2 separate regions of the Hordeum vulgare genome follow, and region 2 is linked to region 1. Evidence: chromatin contacts called from public Hi-C data. All regions are on one chromosome and are shown on one strand. The core of a region is the stretch at or near the end of the contact, and the rest is flanking DNA. Distances in the headings are between cores, read along the strand shown.

Region 1 (2,939 bases), core at 24-2,523:
ACATCCCCCTGATCTGTTATAATCCTACGTTAATCTCGCTCTATCTACGGGGCGCACAGTAGGCTGGTCGGCGGTTCTGATTGCTTAGGCGATCCGAATGATTAAACAGTGACATTCTTGGTGTCCGATGATAGCAGTCTATGAAGATTGCTATCAACCGGCCAATGTGTCTGTCAAGATCTCTTTTGATCACAATCTGAGAGGGACTGACGGGCGCCAAATTCCCAGCCACAGCGACGAAGCATCAGCCTTTTATGTTGATCTGAACGGTGAACGCTCTTAAATTTCATACTGCTGCCACACCACATGATTTGCTGAAACGTGATACGTATTCGAACTTCGCACATTATTTTCCTAACAGGATTTGCACCGAGCAGCGTAACACAATGTGCGTATGTATTCGAACTGCACGTTTCTCTTGCTCGCAAATTTTTCAAAATTACAAGGGAGAAGGGAATAGAAAAGAACTCCATGTTCGCGCGATCGCGATCCGGCGGCTGCTACTCATGAGCTGACCCTCACCTTGCTGCCGCAGCAGCCGCCGCCGGAGCCGCCGTGGCCGGCCGGCCTGCCCTTCTTGTCGGCGTCGGTGCGGTCGAGAAACTCGCGGTTCTCCTTCCACACCTCGCCGTCGTCGTACACCTCCTTCTTCCAGATGGGCACGGAGGCCTTGATCTCGTCGATCACGTAGCGGCACGCGTCCATGGCGTCCGCGCGGTGCACCGCCGAGGCCGCCACGAACACGCTGGCCTCGCCGGCGGGGACCGTCCCGAGGCGGTGCGCCACGGCCAGCCGGCACAGCGCGTGGGCCGCGCGGGCCTCGCGGAGGATGGCCTCGAGCCGGCGCCGCGCCATGGACCCGTACGCCTCGTACCGCAGCTCCACCACGCGCCTCCCGTCGAAGTGGTCCCGCGTGGTGCCCTCGAAGGTGGCGATGGCGCCCGCCGACAGGTCGCGGACGTGGTCCACGTACCGGCCCATGTCCAGCCGGCCCGATCCCTCGTCCAGGATCTCCACCAGGTCCTGGCACGCCGCCTCCGTCGTCGGGGCCTCGTCGCCGGCCATCGAGGGGAGCTTGTGCGCCCGCGCTGCTGGTGCTTGGATCACGGAGCTCGGGCGCTCGAAGTCGTCGGTGGCGCAGCGAGATAAGGTTTGGTGGAGGAGAGGAGAGGAGAGGAGAGGAACCACGGAAGTGCCCTGCGGCTTTCTTATTTTATATTTTATCATCCTGCTCCCAGCATCGGAGACTTTTTTTTTAATTCGATTTCGGCCTCAAGCGGCACAGTATTTCCAGATACTGCCTATTTGGGACTTCTCTAATTCATATAAAATACAGTTCCGTTTCATTAAATTCATTTTAAAACGGTTTCACACGGAAATTGTAACTCTCTTAAAAAAATTGTTTGGCTTTCATCCAGCTATAATTTTAAAAATGAAAATTTTGATTAAAAAATATATCTGACTGAATGAGTAAGAAAAAAATTGAAGAAGTATCCATTTACTGATGATAGCAGTGGGTAATTTTCTGCCAGCTTCAGTTTTTATATTTTTTTCAAAACATCTTTTAAAAAACTTCATAAAAGATATGAAGTTGTGTCTTAGATTTTAGTTTTTATACGAAGCGACAAGTAATGAAGATATCTTGTTTGACTTGTGTTTTTAGAGCTGAACTAAATTTTAAGAAACGGAATAGTTTCAAACAGGCCTAACTATGTAGCAGTGTAAGTCAGATTTGTCGCTCAATGAACACAGCGGAAGAAAAAGAAAGTAGTCCTACGAGCGAGCATGTCAGATATAGCAAAGTTCGTCCTGATTACTTGCGATCATGTGCACTCCCGTCCCGTGCGATTGAGATCGAATGGCTCTGCCTGCGGTGAGCAATCAATGGGTTGACTCAGTCCAAACCTGCTACAAATGTCTGCCTCGAAGAATTGAACCAGCTACTCCAGTACACAGGGAGTATTTCATTGCTCTACTTTAATAGAACTTGTTGCACGGATAGAAATATAGAACACATCGCAGATGTTTTAACATTCAAAGCTGAGGAAAACTTAGTACCATAATTGCAAACGATGCTCGCGCTCCATTAAATTCATTTTAAATTCATTTTCAAACGGTTTCACACGGAAATTGTAACTCTCTTAAAAAAATTGTTTGGCTTTCATCCAGCTATAATTTTAAAAATGAAAATTTTGATTAAAAAATATATCTGACTGAATGAGTAAGAAAAAAATTGAAGAAGTATCCATTTACTGATGATAGCAGTGGGTAATTTTCTGCCAGCTTCAGTTTTTATATTTTTTTCAAAACATCTTTTAAAAAACTTCACAAAAGATATGAAGTTGTGTCTTAGATTTTAGTTTTTATACGAAGCGACAAGTAATGAAGATATCTTGTTTGACTTGTGTTTTTAGAGCGGAACTGAATTTTAAGAAACGGAATAGTTTCAAACAGGCCTAACTATGTAGCAGTGTAAGTCAGATTTGTCGCTCAATGAACACAGCGGAAGAAAAAGAAAGTAGTCCTACAAGCGAGCATGTCAGATATAGCAAAGTTCGTCCTGATTACTTGCGATCATGTGCACTCCCGTCCCGTGCGATTGAGATCGAATGGCTCTGCCTGCGGTGAGCAATCAATGGGTTGACTCAGTCCAAACCTGCTACAAATGTCTGCCTCGAAGAATTGAACCAGCTACTCCAGTACACACGGAGTATTTCATTGCTCTACTTCAATAGAACTTGTTGCACGGATAGAAATATAGAACACATCGCAGATGTTTTAACATTCAAAGCTGAGGAAAACTTAATACCATAATTGCAAACGATGCTCGCGCTCCAACTTAGCACCTTTCTCTTGTTCTTAGTTTTTGGAGGACTCCAAACACCTTCTCGTTTATGCAATCTGGATTTCAAAATCCCAGCCCACTGCATAATATGTCT
Region 2 (3,230 bases), core at 484-2,983, 150 kb before region 1:
CCTAAGCGATAAGCGAGGAAGTGCGGAATGAAATTTCACAGTATCCGACATTTCGTGGTTCATCTATTTTGTTATACAGAAAGAGAAATGTGAAAAGAAAAATCGCTCTTGTCCATGGTGCAAACCTTGCTCGGAAAACGAACCGTTTTAGTTTCATCAGAAAAAACTTCAAGAAGATAATACGGAAGATGCGCTGACACTGACAAAGAAGCGAAGGATCGGATAATTAGGGTGCTGCAAGCCTGCAACGGTAACATGCATACCAATAAGCCGGGTCGAGGCAATCTCAAGAGCGTCAAGCTTATAGTTTAACCAAGTCAGTCTTTGAGTAGCGGGATAGGAGAACCGACAATTTCAACTCTAACCGGAAAGTTATGACATTTCTCATCATGTTTGTCTCGTGGATTATTTAGAAACAAAGAAATGCACGGATATTCCGTCACAAGAGTTCGTCGCCGGCTACCTTGATTTCCTTCATTATTGAGGAGGCCAAGCTATGGATAACCGCGGGAGCAAAGAAATTAGGGACTATTTTCTCAGATGAGTAATTATCATGTCGAACTTGTGATTGTGCTATAAAACTCTTAACTTTATTTTTTTTTCCATATTTAATAAATGAGGCAAATCTTATGTCTTCCTTTAAGAGAAAAAAAATGTGAAAACAAGATCGAACCTGTTTGCCTACTCAAGATGGGAGTACATAGAGCTAGCTACAGCTGTAAGGTGAATATTCCAAACGCGGAAGGACAATATATGCATACCTGTAAAGACTAAAGAGAGCAAAGGGAACACCCTGCCTGAAGGGAACTTGTCTAACCAACGAATGAACGCGAGCTCGGCAACCGTTGGAAATCTGATCTGATCACATCTGATTCAGATGACCATACGCATGCAGTCTACAGCATCTCGAAGAATATATATGTACAACGGATATGGACCGGCCGACGGTGCCACGCTAGCTCATTTACAGTGACGGGGTACTTTTCACCTACTACCTATTTTATTTTACTTAAGTTACTTCCACCAACTTTTTTTACTTGCTACCGATGGACTAGTAGCACCAAAGCGTATAGCGAGTCTTTTTTTAACGCCCTACACACTCAAACGTTTATATAAATATGCATACACTCATTCTTATAAACGCGCATACTATATTCTATTTTTATGAGTAACTTTAAAAAATTGAGTTTGATATATTATCTTGAGATTTACAAAATCATCGTATACGCCTCGTGCTAACGTCTCTTCCCATTAAAAATATATCGTCAAAAATTATGAAATGAATCCATAAATAATGCAAGCATCATAACTTCAATCCTAGTGCACTAAGATACCACTGTTCCTCTAAGAGCATCTACAGCCGCACCCTTCAAATGACCGCTCATACGCGTGCGGACACGCCTGATCAATGACCAAACAAGAAAAGAAGAAAAAAAATGATTCAACTAGACCCCTCGTATCGTTTCTATATGTTCGGTCTGTCCGTAAACCCTCGTATCCATCTTAAATATGGGGAGGATATAAGAGCTCGCGGACGCGGCTCGCCGCCACGTAGGACGCGACTCCAGCCTGGACCACTTTTATTTCTTTTCTTTATTCATTCTCTTCTTTCTTTCTTTTTCTTTCCATCAATCACGTACAAGTGATCAGATATATGAGAAATAATATGAGGAATATAACTGTGCGAACGCATAAATAAGGAACATGCTAGGCTATTGATCGGGCATGTCCGTAAACGTTCAAGGGATCATATTTACAATGTCCGGCTGTAGATGCTTTAACCATCCAACCACAAATTGGTTAGCTCGTATAGTCACTCAGCAGTTAGAGGCATGGATGTGTTTTTTTTTTTCAAAGAGGCATGGATGGTTGCAATGCCCCCATCCCTATAAATACGTACACCGGAGCACACAGCAAAGAAACCATAGCGAGCGCGTGTAAGACCAGCGTGCCCTTGCCCATTCCGACGCATTGCAACGGTCAGCCGAAGCTTACCTAGCCAAGGCCACGCCATCCTCTCCTCAGCTAGCTAGCCGTATTCCATGAGCGGTGGTGGTGGAGCAATGGAGTCGTCGCTGATAGCAAAACACCTTCTCCTCTGCTGCCTCTTCCTCGTAGCCTCGGCGCTCGCCGCCGTCGCGCAGGCCAAGACGGTGCACGAACACTGGGACATCAGCTACCAGTTCACGCACTCGGACTGCGTGCGCAAGCTGGCCGTGACCATCAACGGGGGCACCCCGGGCCCCACCATCCGCGCCGTCCAGGGCGACACCGTGGTGGTGACCGTCAAGAACCTCCTGATGACGGAGAACGTGGCCATCCACTGGCACGGCATCCGGCAGCTGGGCACGCCGTGGGCGGACGGCACGGAGGGCGTCACCCAGTGCCCCATCCTCCCGGGCGACACCTTCGAGTACAGGTTCGTGGTGGACCGGCCGGGGACATACATGTACCACGCGCACTACGGCATGCAGCGCTCCGCCGGGCTCAACGGCATGATCGTCGTCGCGGCCGCGCCGGGCGGGCCCGACGCCGAGCCGTTCGCGTACGACGGCGGCGAGCACGACGTGCTCCTCAACGACTGGTGGCACAAGAGCACCTACGAGCAGGCCGCCGGGCTCGCCGCCGTCCCCATCGAGTGGGTCGGCGAGCCAAAGTCGCTGCTCATCAACGGCCGCGGCAGGTACAACTGCTCGGCCATGGCGTCGGACGCCGCTGCCGCCTGCAACGCGACGCACCCGGAGTGCGCCACGCAGGTGTTCGCCGTGGTGCCCGGCAAGACGTACCGCTTCCGGATCGCCAGCGTCACCTCCCTCTCCGCCCTCAACTTCGAGATCGAGGTAATTGATAGCTCAACGGCGTTCAAAGTTTCTTTCTTCAGTTCAGTACCTACGTACGTACGTAAGTTGGTCTTGGTTCTGACTATACTTCGTCTGGGAGGTGCACATGGAGCTAGCTCGGTAGACGACGTAGTAGTAGTACGTGTGGGTGAAAATAAGAATAGGAGTACGAAGATGGCTGGCAGAGGCGACTAGAACATGTGGGTGCATGTGCGCATGCAGGCGACAGGAGAGATCGTCGGGCAGACCATGGTCAGATATTCACATTGTGCCCGAGGGGGGGGGCTGATTCTGTTCTGATGCCCTCCGCCACGTTCTTGTCATGACAGCCTGCCACTGCAGCTTCCATTAGTAATTTATTAGTGTAGTATCTTGCTTAGCCGGCAATCA

The links. Hi-C and Micro-C count contacts between places; a contact is called where the count stands out from the background.
Region 2: a Hi-C map of seedling shows a contact between it and region 1, with 2.8 times the contacts expected there. The contact joins the promoter of LOC123398800 here to the promoter of LOC123395482 in region 1. A contact is called at or near these places in 1 of 6 Hi-C or Micro-C datasets (seedling) and 1 of 1 datasets of contacts at active chromatin or transcription factors (embryo).

The regions. Positions count from the first base shown.
Region 1 is chr5H:405,211,442-405,214,380 of MorexV3_pseudomolecules_assembly, reverse strand. LOC123395482 (molybdopterin synthase catalytic subunit-like) reads right to left here and starts at 1,273. Exons shown (of 1, transcript XM_045090486.1): 1 at 380-1,273. The coding sequence starts at 1,227. The coding sequence ends at 505.
Region 2 is chr5H:405,360,712-405,363,941 of MorexV3_pseudomolecules_assembly, reverse strand. LOC123398800 (L-ascorbate oxidase-like) reads left to right here and starts at 1,733. Exons shown (of 2, transcript XM_045093255.1): 1 at 1,733-2,840. The coding sequence starts at 2,043.